3 separate regions of the Sus scrofa genome follow, and regions 2 and 3 are each linked to region 1. The links are chromatin contacts, called in public Hi-C and promoter capture Hi-C maps. All regions are on one chromosome and are shown on one strand. The core of a region is the stretch at or near the end of the contact, and the rest is flanking DNA. Distances in the headings are between cores, read along the strand shown.

Region 1 (4,044 bases), core at 903-3,402:
TCACACTTTGGAGAAAACAAATTTAACTTCCGATCATAAGATCCCAGAGAAAAAGCATTTTCATTAAAAAAAAAAAAAAATTCGAGATATTATTTGGGAATCAAGTCTCCACACATCACACTTTCTCTAAAAAGCCCTTCTAGAGCACCCCCGGCAACAGGATACAGACATTCATTGGAATGTTCATATCTTTCCAACAGTCACCCTCCCTAGAGTTGACATTCTATAGTAATTGATTCTCTCTCACTTAACATTGATTTCATCCTCCCAAACTGGCAGGATTTACAGTCAATCAAGAATTGGGGACAATATGGTGCCAACCACCATTTTTACTGGCAAAAAACCCTGACAGTTATCTAAGGGCTGGAAAGGGAAATGGGTGTAGTGACGTCAGGGCATGACAGGGGCCCCCAAGCAAAAGTCAGAGTAACTTGGAGAAAGGCTTTCAGATGGCAGAGGCCCTGAACATGAGCAGGCTCGCTGTATCACACACACGCAAATATTGCAAACACGCAGCTTCAATAACTTATGATCCGACTGAGTCCAATCCTCTGCAACTATTTCCACCGTGTACTCCAGTGCACAGGAGATGACATTTTTTCCCCAAAGAAAATTCTGTCCATGAACTTGACTGCAAATGAGGACAAAATCCTCCTTAAGCCATGGGCTCGACAGTTCAGCGGAGGGTGAGAAGGAAGAGTGTCTAGGAGAGAGGAGGCCACATGCCATCAGAGAAGCAGGCAAAGAGAAAACAGATGGCAGAAGCTCCTACTACCCCTGCCCTCATTCCAATGCTCCAGCTGAACGCTGTCCAACAGAAATATGCCAGTCGTACATTTAATTTTCAATGTTCAAGTAACTGTGTTAAAAAGAAGTAAAAAGAAACCAATGACAATAATATATTTGAGTCAACCCACTATGTTCAAAACAGTATCATCTCAACCGCTATTATTTAACTTGGAAAGAATTATGAATGAGATATCTTTACTTTTTTTCCTTACTAAGCGTTCAAAATCAGGTGTGTCTTTTTCACTGGGAGCACATCTCAACTCCGTCTAGCCACATTCCAAGTGTTCAACAGCTCCTTGCGGCCAGTGGCCACCTTCCCGGGCAGGGCACCTCGAGTCTGGGCAGACCCTCGGTCCTTAAATACCAAACACGGCACCTTCTTTCATGCCTACATTCCGGGGGACAGGGAAAATACTCAACTCCCGATAAATTCACCCAATCAGGGTGCAGGCGCGACCTCTCGGGGACCAGCCGGAGCTTTCCAGCTGGACCACACCCCGGCAATGACCGTCCCCAACAGGAAATTCACGCTAATGGGAACTGACAGGTCCTCATTCTTTAAGGGTGGGGAAAGAAACCTAAAGCCTGGCCGTCTCCAGATCCACAAAAAAGATAGGAAACAATTCGCCGCGCGTCCTAGACGTGCGCCCCGCGCAAAAAAAAAGGGGGGGGGGGAACAGCCCGAAATAAACGAGCCAAGCGCACCGGGCTCATCCTTCCCGCCCCCAAACCTACGGTACTGAATTAGGGGTCCCCGATCACAGAAACAGAGAGAAATAATGAAAACAAAAAAATCCTTTTTTTTTTTTTTAGTTAAATAACCAGAGAGGAGGTATTTTGCCAACGGAAATGCACGCAAGCATGGGATGGAGGGAGCGGGAGCCCTCTACGCCCCGCTAGGGGGACACGCGCCCCCAGGGTGAGACCCCCGCCGCCCCCATCGGAGGGAGGGGACAAGGACCCGCCCGCCCGCGGAGCCCCGCGGCGGCGCGCGCTCGGACCGCCCCTCCGCAGGGGCCGCGCGCCCTTTGTGGCCGAGCCCTCCGCCCCCTCGGCTGCCGCGGGGCGGCCTTGCGCGCCGCCCCTCCCCCGCCCGGCGTCCGTTACCGGCGCGCGCGAGCACGAGGCGGCGGCGGGGGCGCGCCGGGCGGGGGCGCCGGCGGGGGAGGGGCGGCGCGCGGGCCGGGAGGGCGGCGGGGCCCGGCGGGACCCACCTACCTGCGGGGACGGCCGCGCCGGGGGACGGACAGCAGCGCGCGGTGAGCGGGCGGCGGCGGCGGCGGCAGCGGCCTGGGCGCTCGCTCTCACCTTCCCTCCGCGACCGGCGGCGGCGGCGGCTCCGCTGCGCCCGCGCGGCGCCCTCTAGTGGCCGGAGGCCGCGCCCGCCGCCCGGGAGACGCGGCCATTGGCTGCGACCGCGAGCGTCGGCGCCGGGGGCGGTGGCGGCGGCGACGCCACGTCGGGCCGGGCTGCAGAGATCCTCCGCCGTGGGTTCCGGGGCCGCCTCCCGAGCGGGAGCGCGGTCCGCAGCGGGCTGGGACCGCGGGAGGGAGCGAGTAGGGCCAAGGGATGCTCGGACGCGCCGGTGCTGAGAACTAATTCTGGGTGGACGTGCAATTCACATGCGCCGTGGGTGTTTTTTCTGGGCAGCGGCCCTGGAGCCGAAGAGCAGGGAGTTAGAACAGCGTCTACCAGGGAGCTGACCTAGTTTCGGGTATGGGGAGGCCTCCCCGGAGACACTTTATTTAGCAAATCCTAAGCCGGTGTTTCGTACTTTGCCAATTGTAACCCTTCGGAGCCTCAGAACAAGCATCGTTGTCCCCATTCCTACACCCCTACAGCAGAGGAAGGGGGGCAGAGCTCAGGAGCAGCTCTGGGTTGGACCCTGAGCGGGCCTGGCTCCCTGCCTTTCAGGTCTCCGCCCAAATGCCACCTCATCCACCTGTATTTTCAACAGCCCACTGTGCTCTAGGGCTCAGCAGTGGGCAAGGCAGGGTCTCTGTCCCATAGCGGGATGGGGAGTAGCGGTGGGGACCCTCCGAGACGCGAAGGAGACCATTTCCGACGGTGTAAACCGAGATTACAGCAGGGGAATGAGACCGTGATGGGCGGGCTTCACTTACGGTAGAGGGATGACTCTGGGAAGGTTCTGAGAAGGTGATGGCCAGGGAGATGGAGAATGTTCTCCAGGCAGAGGGAAGGGCGAGTGCAAAGGCCTTGAGGCTGGAGCTTGAACAGGAGAGTCCTCTTTGGCTGGTGGCAGGGAGGGAGGGTGGGCGGGTGATGGGGGACTTTGGAGTTTATTCTGTGTGGCACTAATGGGTCTGATTTGGGAGTGACAGGATGTGATTTGCACCTGAGAAAAGCTCTCTGGCTACTGTGCAGAGACTGAGCCATAGGAGGGGTGAGAAAAAGGGAGAAACTAGCCCGGTGACTCTGACAGTGGTCTGAGTAGATTTACAAACCAGATGTATTCATTAGCTCAGGCTGCTGTAACAAAATATGGCAGGTTTGGAGGCTTTTTTTTTTTTTTTAATTGAATTATGGTAATGTGTTAATTTCTGCTGTACAGCTAAGTGACTCATATATCCACACAGGCACACCCACATCTACATAACACGCATTCTTTTTCGTATTCTTCTCCATTATGGTTTATCACAAGATACTGAATATAGTTCCTTCCCTGTATTATCCAGTAGAACCTTGTTATTTAGCTTGTATATACTAGCTTGGATCTGTTCAACCCAAACTCCCAGTCCTCCCTTCTCCCCGCCCCCCAAGGTTAAGTCCGTTTCACCTGCTTAAGTCCGTTTTCTATGCACAGACCTGGAGGCTTAAATTAGAATTCATTTTTTCATGTTCTGGAGGTTGGAAGTCCAAGATCAAGGTGTTGGCAGGGTTGGTTTGTGAAGAGAACTCTCCCCTTGGCCTGCAGAGGACAGCCTTCTTGCCGTGTCTTCACGGGGCCTTTGCCGGGTATGTAAGCATTTCTCTTCCTGTAAGGACACCTGTCATGTTGGCTTGCCCCCCGCACCTCATGACTTCACTTAATTACCTCCGGGGAAGCCCTATCTTCTTGTTAGGGGTTAGGGCTTCACCATGTGAGTTTCGATGGACCCAGTTCAGTCCACGACACAAGGTATGTGCTGTGACAGAAACATTCAAGTAGAACTGACAGGGGCTGGCTTTAGGGGAAGCCCCTCTGAGGAAGGGGTTCTTCTGGTCACTTCAGGTCTCAAACATCTTCTCTTGGAG
Region 2 (4,044 bases), core at 761-3,260, 830 kb before region 1:
TTCAGCCGCGCCCAGCCGTTCCTCGAGCCCTCTCCGCGCCCCCGAAGGCCCAGCGCCCATAGCTGCGGCCGCCGCGTCGCTCTCCTGGTCGCATTCCGAGCACCGCCTCCGGAGCAGCCCCGCGCTGATTGGCCCGCCGCCCCAGCCTGCGCTGATTGGTAACCTCAAAGCCAACACTGATTGGCCCGAGCCGTCAGATGGGCGGGTACCTCCGCGCTCCGCCCCTCGAGGTGCTGGCTGCTGAGTTTCTTTCCTAGTTCCGGACTCAGAGCAGATCTGGAATACAATTTTCTCAGTGAATCCGCGACGGAGTAGGGGGAAGGGAAAGAGTTAGAACACATTTCAAACCTAGACGTATCCTAAGGCTACCAAAACTGAGGGAAACCTTGGTTTCATTAGCACCTGCTGGATTTGAGTATTGGCGCCAAGCCTTTTTGGGAGTCAATTTACCAGTTGAAAAAAGAGGCAGGGTCGGGGCGGTGGACCTTACCAGTGAAAATTTTGGATTTCCCTGAAGTGGCAAATTGTCCTCGGTGGGGAAGATCGACCAGTCCCCTTCATCTCTCCAAATTCTGGCTGCTGGAAGGTCCAGCCCCGCGGTACGGGGCGGGATGGGAGTGGGGGGAATCTGCGTAATAAGGCAGGTCAGGTCTGCAGCAGGAGAATTGCTTCTTGTTTTTACTTTGAGAAACTTGTTTTAAAGCAGTAATAATGCACGTGGTTTTAACCAAGAAATACACAGAAAAGTAATTTCCCTCTGATTCCCCTCCTCAGGGGCAACACCTGTACATCCACCAAGCAACTGATCTTGCCCAAAGCACCCTCCAAAGCAGTTAAGCAGGCCACACTGAGCTGGGTGCTTTACATGCATTGCTTAATTGCAGCCAGATGGGGAAGTGTAGTATGTCATCCCTTTCTACAGACGAGAAAACTGAGAAACAGAAGGACTCTGGAAGCTTCTGGGCCTGTGGGTGTTTGGAGGACAGAACCTGCCCTATTTTCTCCATGACTGTCTCTTGCTCCTTTAGGTGAACTGCAGAGCAAACCATTAATCCTCCAACTGGTGAAAATGAAACAAACTGTCATTCATTTATTCACTCTGCCAACACTTGTTGAACACCTATTATGTGCCAAACTTTGTGCTAGGCATTGGGGAGAACATTGGCTTCTTAGTCCAATTCTGTCCTAAGCGACACAGTAGACCTTTGATAACTATGAGGTGTAGAAATGAATACATAGGAAAAAAATTGCCTCCACAAAATTTCTCCCTCCTAATCCAGAAGAGAAATGTAGATACATCTTGGCTGGTGTAGGAAGCTGGGTATTTCCTTATTTTTAAAAACGTGGTTGTTTTGGAAATGGTATGGATTTTGGGTGAAGACCAGAGAACTCTGAAAGTACAGGACGTTCAATTTTGGTACATTGTTGCTTGAAGGCCTTTCAATATTTATTTTTTAATTTTAGTAGAAAAAGAAAAGTTGTGAGGATAATTCAGACTGTTACCAATTTGGTGCAGTTTTGTTCATGGGGGATAAAAACCAGGGTGCCTGGGTTTGAACCCTGGTTCTGCCCCTTAATAACTGTTATGACCTTGGACAAGTCAACCCTTCTGTGATTCAGTTTCCTTCTGCTAAAAACAGAGATAATAGTACTCACCTCAGAGGGTTTTTAAGAGAATTAAATGACAATATATGTAAGCCGCTTAGGGCAGTGGCACATAGTACGCCAAGCAACAGGTATTCTTATTCTTATCATAAAGCTAATAATTATTAATATTGTGGTAACTTTTATTCACGCATCTTCACGGACTCATTTCTTAGGGCTTCGCCCATAGCTTTCCCGTTCCCGCCCATCCAAGCAATACTGCGGACTACCCCCGTCTCGCTCCGCCTCTTTTCCGAGGCCGCTGGCCCGCAGTTGCGTGATGCACGCTGGGCCTTGTAGTTCGTACGTAGAGTCCTGGCAGCAGGGGCGTCGAGGGTGAACTGCATTTCCCAGCTCTCCTCGTGGCGGCGGCCGTAAAGCGCGGCGGTCGAACGGCCGGTTCCGGCTGAATGTCAGTGCGGGGCTGTGGGCCGGATAGGAAGGTGGTTGGTGGTGTCCCCGCCACCCCCTTCGTTACCTCCTCCGTTTCTGCCGCCGCAGCAGGCGTCCAGCCGCTCAGCCGCTCGGGCATGAGACCGTGAAGCAAGCAACGGGCCAGGGCCGCCGACATGTTTGGCCGCTCGCGGAGCTGGGTGGGCGGGGGCCATGGCAAGTCTTCCCGCAATATCCACTCCTTGGACCACCTCAAGTGAGTGTATTGGGGCAGAGGGGGGAGGCCGCGGGGCTGGACGTGGGGTTGGGGGCGCATAGCCCTGGGCCGGGGGCGCTGGGAAGTGTGAGAGCGGAGGCGGAGGGCTGAGAGAGGCGCCCGAGAAAAGCTGTGTGGTAGTTAAGAGCTAAGGGCTCTGCGCTCAGGGCGCCTGTGTTTGAACCCTGACCCCGTAGCTCCTCTCTGTGTGACCTTGGGCAAGTCGCTTGGTTTCTCAGAGTCTCGGTTTTTGCATCAGTAGAGTAAGGGGATGAGATTTCAGTTTACGGATGCAGATTTCGTTCTTGCCCGGGTCGGACAATGGGCACCAAGCTTCCCCGGGGTGGTACTTCTTAGGCTGGACAGCTTGGGGGTCGGAGGTTTGGATCCTGGAGTCAGAGACATGTGGGTTCGAATTTAAGTGTGTGAATTTAGGCTTCTGTTTCCTCAGTGGTAAAATGGATATAGTGACAGCCCCTGCTTCCTACCATTCTTTTGTGGGTAGAATAAGAGAATGTACAAAAAATTGGAAGCTTGTCCAAGTGCTTGATAAAGGACAGTATTTTTTTTTTTAAATTAGTTTCTTAGGAGAGTCTAAAGAGGGACTGTCAGAGTAGAGCTTTGGGTGAGGACAGGTGGCAGAGGTGGTCCTGGGAAGCAGAAAGAAGTACAGAGTGGCTTTGCAGTCAGATCTGCATTCAAATCCTGATTCCACCATTTAATGGCTGTGTGACCTTGGACAAATTGCTTCACCTCTCTGAGCCTCTGATTCCTCATGTGCAAATGGGGGTGACGAACATTGCGCAAGGATTCAGTAATGCTGTTCGTGGAAATAGATCGATCCGCTGTCTGTTATTCAGTAGGTGGCCAATAATGGTAGCTGTGTTTATTAGCTGGGCAAGGGCTTCTCAGACCACCCTACCTAAACTGCTTCCCTTACCCCAATTCCTTTCTGTTAGAGCTTTCTCTTGATTTCATTCGTTTGATTCATCTCCACTATCTGCAGTTACCCTGTTGTTGTTGTTGTTGTTATTTGTTTTTTTTTTTTTTTTACTACTTTTCTGTTTTCTCCTAACCTGGTACCTCCAGGAGGCCAGAGAACTTGTTTTGCTTACGCCTGTATTCCCAGCATCTAGCTCTGTGCCTGGCACACAGTAGGAGCTCAGTGGATACTTAAAGAATGAAAAACATGGGAGTTCTGCTGTGGCACAGTGAACTAAGGACCCGGTGTTTCCGCCGCTGTGGTGGAGGTCACAACTGCAGCTCGGATTCAGTCCCTGGCCCTGGAGATTCTACATGCTGCAGGTGTGGCTGAAAAAGAAAAAAAGGAAAAAAGAAAGAGAAAAGAATGAAGAAAATGAATGAATCGGGGAGAGGTGTAGAGTATGCAGGCAGAGCCCAGAGCTCAGGGTGTGTGTGTGTGTGTGTGTGTGTTGCCGGAAGTTGAGACCTTTGAGGAGGGAACGGCTTTGGGGAGGAAGATATAGTGGGGGTGGGGGGGATAGTCAACCTTTTGTGGTAATCAATTGGTTGGTTTCCAGAAGGAGCACCCAAGATTATTAATAGAAAACGGGTGGAGGAGGTGGGAGACAGGGAGCAGTAGGAGGAAGACAGGGGCCTCCGGAAAGAATTGGTGGGAGGCAAGTTAGGTAGGGGCTTCTCATTTGGCAGGGAGCAGGGGTGCTATAATTCCAAGCTGTATCCTTTCTAGCATGCAGCAGGCATTTAATGTTTGTGGGTCTCAAAGAGTG
Region 3 (4,044 bases), core at 1,094-3,593, 550 kb before region 1:
CCTCATTAAAGGATGAAATTGCCAAAGCTCTCCGAGATCCTAAATCTCTCCTGGCCATCCTTAACCTTGAGGCCCGGAATCTATTTAATCCCCAAGACAAGCCTGGGCCGCCCCAGCTCTCTGGTTATCAAGTTAATTTTATGCTGCACTTTCAAGTCTGAAAGGTATTATTAAATATTAGGACACTCCATCACAAGCATGTCCAAGGCTGCAGAGGGCCATTCTGACTTCTAAAAATGAAGTGTAATGTGTCTGTGAGGCTGCTTAACCCTAAACCTGAAAGTGGCTCAATCCACCAAGAGCAGCAGCTCAGGTGTGAGTGGCCAGCAGGCCGGCCACAGATGCAGGAGTAGCCTGGGAACCCTCTGGTGATGCTGGCCAGCCCAAGTTCCCAAAAACACCACCTCCTCCAACCACTACGCATCAGTGCCTGCTGCTGAGGGTTACAGCAAAGCACCTCTTCCAGCCAGCCCATTTTAGAGGTAGTCACTGAGGCCCCGAGAGGCAAAGGGAATTGCCCAAAGCCGCCAAAAGGGCCCTCCTTCCACCACAGACCACAAAGCGTCTTTCTGGCTCCAAGTTGTGTGTTCACCAAAAAGTACATGAGTTAGAAGAGAGCGGGAAGAAGGAAGTCAGACCCAGCACTGAATCCCCATCCCATTTAAACTATGTCTCCCTAGATACTGAGTTTCAGAATGTGCCACTCCTTCCAAAAACTCATCGAGCCCCCACCCCCACCCTCTTCCTGGAAGAAGTTGTGGTCATAGAATGAAAGAAGTTTCCTCTCTGTCATCCATTTCAGATTTCTGGGAGGACAGCCAAAAAAGGCCATAGGGATGACCACAGGCAAATTTAAAATGCCTCAGTGTTCTCTTCTGTAAGATGGGGATTAGAGCCTTGCTTCATAGGGTTGTCTTTATAGATTAAGTCAATTTAAGCATGTGAAGCACAGAATAGGGCTTGGCACACATTAAGTGCTCAAACTCGAGCTGCCATGTTACCAGAGACAAGACCAAAACTAGACAAACTGTTCCTCTCCCCTTGAGCACTGTGGGTAGAGCCATGCAGGGCTCCCAGCCAGAACTTGGGCCCCACACGGCCTTTGGCCAAGCTGAACAGGTCAGTCTTAGGACCCCGGGGACCCGCTCAGAATCATGGAAAACCTTTGACCAAAGCACACGCTCTAGAAACCTTTTTTCTTAAAAAAAAAAAAAACTTTCATAATAAAGTTTATTACCTAAACTGGTGGTAAAAAATATAAAATAGGATTCTGCACAGCAGAAAAATAAAGCCAGAGACCCTCCCCCAACCCCTGGTTTGTGCAAAGATACTGGGTATATGTAAACATGAAGAGGTAGGAGGTACTGAGTTCAGGTCCTGGCCCCAGATAGTTAAGTTAAGCTACTACCAGGGGGACAACCAGGGGGACCCAGAGGGAGCACCAAGAGGGGGCACCCCCACAAGAGGTGGGGAGGGGTCTACGGGAGGGGTCTCCAGCCGAGGGCGGGAGGCGCCTCGCCCCCACACTCGCTCCCTCCAACCCACATGGTTCCAAGGAAATAATAATTAATAATAGAAAATAATAAGGCGCCCCAGTTAATGCTCCGTGCAGGGCGGGCGCGGCCGATCATATCTGGAAGGGGAAGGAGCTCAAGTAATCGCGGAGGACGGGGTTGAGGGGGATGCGCGCCAGGTTCTCGCGGCCCACGGTAGCCACAATGCGCTGGCGGCACAGCTCCTGCAGCGGCCGCACGCGGCGCTGGCGCAGCGGGGCCCCCAGCATGCGGCGCGGCGCCGCCACGTAGTGCTCCAGCAGCTCGAAGAGGCAGTCGAAGCTCTCGCGGCTGCCGTCCAGGTGGAAGCGGCCGGCCTGGAAGTGCACGCGGATGCTTGTGGGGCCCGAAGCCATCTTCACACTGAGGGCGAAGAAGCAGTTCCGCTGGCGGCTGTCGCGCACCAGGAAGGTGCCCACGGGCTCGGCGCGCAGCCGCTCGTGCGCCCCGTGCACGCTCAGAGGCCCCCAGTAGAAGCCGCAGGCGTCGAGGAGCGCGCTGGCGCGGGTGATGCGCCGGTAGTCGGCGTGCGAGCGGAACGTGCGGAAGTGCGTGTCGCCCGGGGCTGGAGCCGGGGCCGCCGGGCAGGGCCGCGGGCGCGCCGGGACCCCGGGTGAGGAGGAGGAGGAGGATGAAGATGAAGAGGAGGAGGAGGAGGAGGAATGCTCTGGCCGCCGTCGGGGCTCTGCTGCCGTGGAGATTGCATTGTCGGCTGCCACCTGGTTGTGTGCTACCATCCTACACGCGGGGTCGGCCGGAGGGGTGGGCCATAGCGTCCGGGGGTGCGCTGATGGGGGAGACAGTCAGTGAGCGGGGAGTCTGGGTGGGGCTGGGCAGGTGAGAACCCGCGAGGCAACTTAGGAGGGGTGGGGATCCGTTTCTAATGGGTCGAGGGCGCAAGACCAGGTCGGGGCGGCCCTTTGAGCCTCAGTGGTCTCATCTAGAAAATGGGCTTCCCCGTCCGCAGAGTACTTCCACGCGGCTGGGAGCTCGGTGGGGCTCGGAGTCGCTCAAAGTTTGGTTAAGAGAGGGGGGCGTGGAGAGAGGTGCTTTGGAGAAACCAGCCCCAACTCCGGCCACTCGGCTCCCCATTCGCCGCCCTACGGCCGCCGCCTGCTGGCCAGGCCGGGGATTGGCGCCTCGACTCCGAGATTTGCGCAAAGGCAGAAAAGCTGCGTTGCGGGAACCCCCAAGCGCGGGGGTCTGCCAGGGTGGAGCCAGCCGGGGCTAGGGGCGTGGCGGCCGCGACCCCACCACGCAGCGCCCGAGGCCGCCCTGGCAACCTGGCTGTCCTGTGCCGTCCTCCCCTTTCCCTCCCGCTTTCTTGCCCAGTGCCGGGCTCACCTGGCGGCGGGGCGCGGGGCGCCGCGGGCGGGGCGGCGGGGGTCTCCGGGGCGGCTCTCGTGCATGCTCCGGGGCCGGGAGCCGTGCAGCTGCCACGGCCGCAGCTCGCTCTGCTCCGCGCCCGCCCCTGCACCAGTCTTTTAAACTGGCTTGGAGGTGTGGTCAGTGAAGGCCCCGCCCCCTACGGCTACACCCCCCCCCCCACTACAGGCCCGCCCTTCCGCGCCACTTTCGGTTTCTTTTTGTGCGCGCCTCGGAGGCCAGGCTCGCTCGACCTTTGCCACAAATCCGGGAACCTTTCCCCGGGAGGCCCCCTGTCCTGATCTAGCCTCGCACCTGTCCTAGGACCCCTCTATTCAGGTCTCCAGCCCCATCCCTGAGCTCCCTGGGCAGTTCTCAGACGCCCCTTCGGACCTAGTGGCCCAGCTTCCCCCGCCCCCGCCACTGCTCTCGGTCGCAGATTTCTGCAGCCAACCCCTTAAGGATACTTTGGACTGACCCTAGCACATTCTTCTGCCCCATCAGGTGTCTCATCACCCACCTTGGCTAGATCTGGGTCCTCTACTCTGGAGCCAGACACCTCCACCCGCCCTTGGGGTCTCGTTTGGGACCCCTCCGGACTGCTTTCGCCATTGCTCTGCCCCGTAGTGCCGGAGCCTCTAGATGGCTGCTTCTGCGCCCCTCCCTGCCTGTTGCTGTCCCCAGTTTTGGCTTGGGCTTCCCAGGAAGCGACGATCTGACCACAGGCTTCGGAGGAACCCTTCGGCGGCGCGGGAGGGGCGCCTTCGCTGCTCACACAGTTCCTCGGAAACCGGGCGGGGCCGGGCAAGGTCGGTTGCCGGTGGCCTTGGCCGGCGCTCTACTACGCCGCAGCCGGAGAAACTGAGGCTCAGTGACTGGTGGAGGGGGAGCTCCGAAGGAGGCACGCCCTCCTTGCTTTTATTTCGGGGAGAGGAGCAGCTAGGCACTCTGGAGCCCAGTGAAAAAACGGTTCATTTTCAGATGTGTTAATTCCAAAAACCTGCTGTGAGTTTTCCTGGCCAGCCCTCCTCTTCCCCCTCGTCTACTTTACTGTTGCCTCCCCACTGCTCGCGTCTGCTCCCTTCCCACACTCGCACCTCGGCTTTGGGATGACGGGGTACCAGTT

Evidence for each region. Promoter capture Hi-C pulls out the DNA fragments that hold promoters and counts their contacts. Hi-C and Micro-C count contacts between places; a contact is called where the count stands out from the background.
Region 2: a promoter capture Hi-C map of fetal liver shows a contact between it and region 1, with 3 times the contacts expected there. The contact joins the promoter of CLEC16A here to the promoter of ZC3H7A in region 1. A contact is called at or near these places in 3 of 5 promoter capture datasets (fetal liver, fetal skeletal muscle and liver), 6 of 47 Hi-C or Micro-C datasets (embryonic fibroblasts, fetal skeletal muscle, heart right ventricle and 3 more) and 2 of 2 datasets of contacts at active chromatin or transcription factors (alveolar macrophages and skeletal muscle).
Region 3: a Hi-C map of embryonic fibroblasts shows a contact between it and region 1, with 3 times the contacts expected there. The contact joins the promoter of SOCS1 here to the promoter of ZC3H7A in region 1. A contact is called at or near these places in 3 of 5 promoter capture datasets (fetal liver, fetal skeletal muscle and liver), 4 of 47 Hi-C or Micro-C datasets (embryonic fibroblasts, epiblast stem cells, heart right ventricle and 1 more) and 1 of 2 datasets of contacts at active chromatin or transcription factors (alveolar macrophages).

Annotation. Positions count from the first base shown.
Region 1 is chr3:31,330,594-31,334,637 of Sscrofa11.1, reverse strand. ZC3H7A (zinc finger CCCH domain-containing protein 7A) reads right to left here and starts at 2,152. Exons shown (of 23, transcript XM_021086593.1): 1 at 2,008-2,152.
Region 2 is chr3:32,156,309-32,160,352 of Sscrofa11.1, reverse strand. It overlaps CLEC16A (protein CLEC16A), which reads left to right and starts at 2,010. Exons shown (of 25, transcript XM_021086617.1): 1 at 2,010-2,293. The coding sequence starts at 2,214. It overlaps DEXI (dexamethasone-induced protein), which reads right to left and starts at 131. Exons shown (of 2, transcript XM_003124598.4): 1 at 1-131.
Region 3 is chr3:31,880,190-31,884,233 of Sscrofa11.1, reverse strand. SOCS1 (suppressor of cytokine signaling 1) reads right to left here and starts at 2,343. Exons shown (of 1, transcript NM_001204768.1): 1 at 1,512-2,343. The coding sequence starts at 2,290. The coding sequence ends at 1,628.